2 separate regions of the Mus musculus genome follow, and region 1 is linked to region 2. A link is a contact called in public Hi-C data. All regions are on one chromosome and are shown on one strand. Each heading gives the region's core, a stretch centred on a gene start, on an enhancer-like site or on the middle of the called end of the contact. The rest is flanking DNA. Distances are from core to core; before and after follow the strand shown. Region 1 overlaps D430041D05Rik (RIKEN cDNA D430041D05 gene). Region 2 overlaps D430041D05Rik (RIKEN cDNA D430041D05 gene).

The links. A called contact is a pair of places that touch in the nucleus more often than the background predicts.
Region 1: a Hi-C map of the N1E-115 cell line shows a contact between it and region 2, with 2.3 times the contacts expected there. The contact joins two enhancer-like sites. A contact is called at or near these places in 5 of 39 promoter capture datasets (the 3T3-L1 cell line, 3T3-L1-derived adipocytes, cranial neural crest and 2 more), 1 of 15 datasets of contacts at CTCF or cohesin (CD8 T cells), 9 of 484 Hi-C or Micro-C datasets (the N1E-115 cell line, embryonic fibroblasts, embryonic stem cells and 4 more), 1 of 115 datasets of contacts at active chromatin or transcription factors (embryonic stem cells) and 3 of 9 other capture datasets (adipose tissue, liver and pancreatic islet).

What each region holds. Positions count from the first base shown.
Region 1 is chr2:104,176,481-104,179,763 of GRCm38.p6, forward strand. All of the region lies in intron 16 of D430041D05Rik (RIKEN cDNA D430041D05 gene), which reads right to left. Among named protein-coding and RNA genes, the nearest start is that of Gm22501, 50 kb to the right of the region's middle. Within about 2 kb of position 1,926, at least 85 of the 459 cell types and tissues checked have an H3K27ac peak or open chromatin away from gene starts, as enhancers often do. A contact at or near this core is called in the N1E-115 cell line, where this site is marked.
Region 2 is chr2:104,245,458-104,248,639 of GRCm38.p6, forward strand. It overlaps D430041D05Rik (RIKEN cDNA D430041D05 gene), which reads right to left. Exons shown (of 21, transcript NM_001368844.1): 6 at 2,796-2,929. Among named protein-coding and RNA genes, the nearest start is that of Gm22501, 19 kb to the left of the region's middle. Within about 2 kb of position 1,279, at least 1 of the 459 cell types and tissues checked has an H3K27ac peak or open chromatin away from gene starts, as enhancers often do. A contact at or near this core is called in the N1E-115 cell line, where this site is marked.

The sequences.
Region 1 (3,283 bases), core at 676-3,175, 68 kb before region 2:
AAGCCACCTTCCTGAAGACCTTTACGTTTGGCTGAGACAGCAAGATCCGCTCCTGTCATTCTCTACAGCCTCAGCTTCTTCCTGGCCCTCCAGTGTCCCTCTGGCATGCCCGTGTCCATCTCTGTGCCTTTAATTCTGTTCTTCTCCTGGACTGAGTCCCCAGATGGCATGTAGTGAGACCACAACAGATATTCATGGAATGAAATGGTGCAAAAATAGTTTCGAAGCCCTAAAGAACAGCCAGCTAAAGGTCGTTAGCAGGAAAGATGTTTTCACAGTTTTAGGACGAACGAGACAGTCATATTGCAAGCGAAACTTTCAAAAGCATGCAATCTAGAATCCCAGGCACGGGCCCCAACGTAGAGGAATGTTTTACAGGTCTCTACTTTCCAGATTTGCTTCACCAGAACACTGCACTTCAGAATGCAAGACTTTGAAAAGCCCCCACCCTTGCCTCCAATTTGCCACAAGACTGTTTTCTGCCTGGTGCTAATCGGCAGCTCCACCCTGCCAGGAGAACAGTCTCCACAGATCCGACATCTGCCTGGCAAGGGCCCAGAGCAGGCTGAGGGTGGACCCCAGGCATGAGAAATGTATCTGGTTCCCTGTCTCTCTCCACCAATCACGGTCCCAGAGCCCACACAAAACACGGCAGTTTCCCCCTATTTCATGCCTGCTCTGGATCTCGCAGGCCCATGTGCCTGCCTGCCTTGCCGGAAGCAGGGATATATTTAGAAAGCTACTTCTGGAAAACAAACTCCAGGGGCTCTGCCTTTGTGGAAGGCTGACAGAGGAGTGGGGAGGCCTTTGCAGCCACTTCCTTCTGAGCCCACATCGCAGACGAGTCTCCACCAATAAAACGAGACTGGCTCTTAGTGGCACAGGTTGGGGTCTAAGGAGTTTGGTGACTTCTCTCTTACAGAAATCCCCATTTCATTCCGCTGGCCCACTGGAATCATCTAGGCCACAGAGTGAGGAGACAAGTGTGGTTTCTGCATTCTGGGTGAGCTGAAGAGACAGGATGTGGTTTCCTAATTGACTTTTAATCTTCCAGGCAGTGAAAACTGAGACCGCACAGACAGGACAGTGAGAGACAGAGGTATCCAAGTCTTCACGGTCATTTCTGCTCCTGTGCAAAGCTCTCTAGCATGCGGCAGGAGCCTGATGGGGCAGACTCCAGCACTTCTGTCCCATAGGCGGCTGCTCTTCACATGCAGTGGGGGTTTAATACTGAGTGGGTTAAAATATCCCACTGGCCCACACTGTTTGGGAAAGTATGACCTTAGAGGTCACCTTGGGTGGTGTATCCATGTGCTGGAGTAACAGGAAAGGTCTCGGGTCCCCATCACCAAACCCATCTCCAGTCACACCATACCCGCGAAGGCTCCCTTTGGGTATGGTTAGAACTTTCCTTGGTGTAGAATACACTTCACAGCAGATGGAAGATGCCTACAGGACTGGGATAGAAAGACAGAAGACAAGGGATCGCTCACCCCTGGTGGAGTCTGAAAGCCATGGGTACCACTGTTTCCTGCCTCCCACCTCCATACAGCATCACCAGCATCAGCCCGTTTGTTCTCACGGTAATCCCATGTGGTAGGACCACATGCATGCCCATTTTATACACAAGCACCCTAAAGAACAGGCAGGTGAAACAACTACTCATAATTCACACAGCTAGGTGGTAGTTCAGCTCCAGAAACCACAGCACAGTCCCCTGTGTTGCTTGTGAGCTTTGAAGGTAATCTATAAGCCAAAGTCACCCAAATAACACTAGTTTTAACTGTTTCAAACAGGAGTCAGTCTGAAAGCATCACAGAAAGCTGCTTTGTGTTTTACTTTGAGATTAATCACCAAGGCTGAGCTGGTGCTGCAGGCCAGGAAGGGACAGGGAGGACCTTGTCTGTGAGTCAGCACTCCTTCATAGCTGACAGACTGTCCCCACGTCTACCCAGATACGATCTTCCTCCTCTTCAGCCTTGCAAAGGCCAGACAGCTGCACAGAATATCTTCGGCACCACCTCTTTCAAATCCACCTCAGATGTACATAGTTCCAACTTAGCATGGGCTTCCCAATACCACAGGCACCACGCTGGTGTCCTGGTACCATCTCAGGCTGGCTGCTTCCTGAGTGGCCACCCAAAGAGGAGACTGAGTGACATGAAAGGGAACAATGCCATGGAGGAGTGTGCTGGACTCCTTCCTTAGAGAAGAGCCTTCCTCATGCAGCCTGCACTGTGACAGTCGTGGCATCTGTCCTTCCCTTCCTGTGCTCTCATTTGGTTCTGCTGCTGTGATAAAACACTGACCAAAAAAAGCACCTCGGGGAGGGAGGGCTTTATTTCATCTTATGCTTCCAGGCAACAGTCCCATCACTGAGGGACATCAGGGCAGGTGCTCAAGGCAGGAACCTTTAGGCAGGTGCTGAAGCAGATGCTATGGAGGAGAGCTGCTTCCTGGCTTGCTCAGCCTGCTTTCTTGTGATAAATAATCTTGGCCCACCTGCCCAGGGTAGCACCTTCTACATTGGGGGCAGGGCCTTCAAGTCATTAATCAAGAAAATGTCTCACAGATGTGCCTACAGGCCAAGGTGATGGAAGCTGTCTTAGGGTTTTACTGCTGTGAATGGACACCATGACCATGACAACTCTTATAAAAATAAGTTTAGTTGAGGATGGCTCACAGGTTCAGAGATTCAGTCCATTATCATCAAGGCAGGAGCATGGCAGTATCCAGGCAGGCATGGTACAGGCAGAGCTGAGAATTCAACATCTTCATCTGAAGGCTGCTAGCAGAATACTGACTTCCAGGCAGCTAGGGTCAGGGTCTTCAGCCCACACCCACAATAACACACCTATTCCAACAAGGCTACACCTACTAATAGTGCCGCTCCCTGGGCCAAGCATAGACAAACTATCACAGAAACAATTTCTCCATTGAGGTTTGCCTCTTCCCAGGTGACTTTTGGTTAGTGACAAGTTGACAAAAAACAAACCAGTACACCCTGTGTCTCAGCTAGTGGCTCAGGATGGGACAAAGCCCGTGTCAGGCCCACTGCTGAGACCTGGTTTAGGTACATCAACCAGTGTTGCCTCTTGCTATTACCATGATTGACACAGAACTGGGCGTTTACTTTATGGTGGTGCAGTCGGAGTAAAACTTAAAACTTTGCTTCATAATGGGAAAAAGAAAATTTTCTGCTGTGCTGGTTAATGTGGGATGCAGACATGAGAGCTGGAACTTCTGCAGCCGTTTGGTAGAGAGAAGCAAGACCATGCTGAAG
Region 2 (3,182 bases), core at 29-2,528:
TGATTCATTAGCTCATTAGACCACAGTTCATTGCCACCATCTTTCTCCTTCTACGACAATAGCACCATGGTCCCTAGGAAGTTACCTCCCTTCTCCATTTTGTCCATGGGCTTTGGGTACAGCTGCACCTCCTCATGTTTCATGAGTGGGCATTTGTGCCAGACCATGTTGACCAAGATACTCATCTCCTTGGCCACAGTTACCAATCCAGAAGTGGGCACAGTGGGCCAATGAGAGCCAGTCCCACTGGTGGGACTGCACAGCAATGACACCAATAAACAGATGAACAAAAAATAAAAAATTTAAAGGCTCTTGGGTTTCATAAGACCATCAGCAATAAGAATAAGACAAATCTGGAAGCACCAAGGATCCCTCAGCCCAGGTAAGAGGTGTGCAGGGGTTGGAGAGACAGCTCGGTAGTGAAGAGCACTTGCCGGTCTTCCAGATAACCTGGGTTCGTTTCCCAAGCACCCACATGGCATCTTTCAGCCATTTATACCCAAGTCGTACAAGATAAGAGATCATTGTCTGGTCTCCATGGGCACTGTATGCATCTGATACACAGACATACATACAGTAGACAAAGTATACATGCAGTAAAATAGAAACAAATAAATCTTAAAAGGAGAAGGAGGAAGAAGAGGAGGGTCTGGAGGAAGTCAAGCCAAAAATGAACAGAGAACATTGAAGACAATGTTGATGCAGCTGGATCCAGTTGTGTCTCCAGCAGATAAGCTGTGACCTTCTCAGTGGAGGGAGGCCATTACAGTCTCTTTGTGCTTATGTCTCATAAGCTTGGATTCTGTTACAACCTTCATGGAGTCAATTGTAAGCTAGCTCCTAATGCTATGGGCTCTTTTAAAAATCACTTTTCCAATGACTCTGATATTTACACCCTTTTATTTCACAAGGTATTCAAAGTACCATACAAATGATATTTAATATAATGAAATGTAAAAGTGTTACAAAAACATCAATTTGGAAGTCATAGTATCATGATCCCAGGAAGACAGTGAATGTGAAGTTATCTGTGATGGTATAAGGACCAAGAAAGAGGTGTTAAATCCAGCAACATTACTTCACAATGGCCAAGGCCAATTGTGAAATGGAATTGATAAAATAATTCATTCCATTAATTCTAAAGGCTCCCAACATGTTGGACAGCATCTTAAATCTAGTTAGGTGCAATGGCCAAGTCACCTGTCCTAGTCTTTTCTAAGGAATCTTTGTTCCTTACATTTCATCCAATGACCCATAACCGGCTCAAAACAGGCTGAAGGCCAACGGCAACTTATTTATCTTGGTGTCTGAACTCTCAGCATCTAATAAACAGCACACACTCAAGAAATCTCTTAAAGTATATTCTGCCCTAATAACTACCTAGGTTCACATACCTGCCAAGACCAGAGATCTAACCCTGAAGAAAAAGATTTCCCATAAGAGCTGAGTCACGCTGCTTACAAGAATCTTAAATCTGTGACATACTGTTAGATCTTAGACTAATAAGAGCCAAGTCATAATGAGATCCTAGCCACCGAGTCGTAATGACATCCTCCCGATCCACTTTGCCTGAGCATAGAAAAGGAAAGCTGCTCCTGCAAATTAGATTATGTGCTTGCCACATGTATTGGCTTTGCTGATAATTCACTTATGCTAAATGTCAGATTCAAAAGCCCCTGGTCTAATTGCAAAGGCTTTAGAGTTCAGCAGTCAAAACAGACACAGAATAGTAGCATTAATTAGAGAAGTTGGGGGCTGGATGAATATTATTAAGAAGTGTCTGTCCTTACTGAGATCTTACACACACACACACACACACACACACACACACACACACACACACACGGGTCTGAGAAAGGCTTTTGGTGGTGTTCACACTGTTAGCCAAGAGATGGATTTCCCTTGGAAAGTTTTGCGTACTTGCCAAGGGCTTGGGGACACTCTTTCTACACTGTGTCAGTGCTGGTACAGCATGGTGGATGAGAACACAGAGTTTGCGCTCACATCTTTGCTTCATCCTTTCCCAGCCATGTGACCTGGGAGTGTCATAATCCTTCCCTCAATTCTCACCTGAACAAAATGGAGATGACATCTCAGAGAATGTCTGATCATTACACGGAAGAATATTTGTAAAACATTGAGCTGAGAGTGAGCCCACACTATAAAAGGCGTGGGTGTCTTTCATGGGTGTTTGTGTTTGCATGTGGTGATCATTATTTTTGTGTTGAAATTTGGAACTAGCCCAATGAAAATCACACAACAGTTAATCACAGAAAATCACAATGGAGTTGGTGATTTAAAAATCAATCCACAGGCCCCAAGATGACTCAGCAGATGAAGGGGCCTGCCACCAAGCATGGCAGCCTGAGCTTGGTTGCTGGAACGCACATGTTGGAAGGAAAGAACTCATTCTCTGTCCCCTGAACTCCACCTTTGCACCACAGCATGTGCTCCCCCAAACACACACACACACACACACACACACACACACACACACACACTGATCCATCGTATAAGGAATACTCAGGCTTAATTAGAAAGACTGGAGGAAGTATTACATATAAAAACCAAATACTCATCCCTGAACTCTGGTCGGTTCATAGTGACATGGAATGCTATCTGTCATAGCCAGATCTGAGCCACCCTCGCCACTGCCACGACTATCTCTATCACCTGCCCAAAGCACACACTTACATTTGCATGTGACAGTTTAGATGGGGGGGACCCATATCATTTCTGTCCAATGTACGCACTATGGCTGTCTGCATTTGCAGCCTGATGCCCCTGCTCCCTACCTGAACTGTTAGGTTGCTCCTGGTGCTGAGGACCTTCCTCTCTGCATCCTGGAATGCCTTCTGCAGCCTCTGCTCCATTGTCTGGGCAAACCTGCAGGACTGGATGTTGTCCGACTGGCTTACAAACTGCAGCACTGAAGAAGAACCATGCATGGGTCAGCACTTGCCAATGCTCTGTCTTAGTTCTTCAAATTTAATAGCAGCCAATATACAAAACAGCATGATTTTTAGGTTACAGAAATTAGGCAAGTAAACAGAAAGACCAGACAAGCTTTAATTATACTTTGAAAGTGCCTCTTAAGATGATTTATTGCAGAGAAGAATTAAAAGCATGGTTGAACCCAAGGCTCTCCCCAACACAAAGGATATCATGATTTATCCCATGAG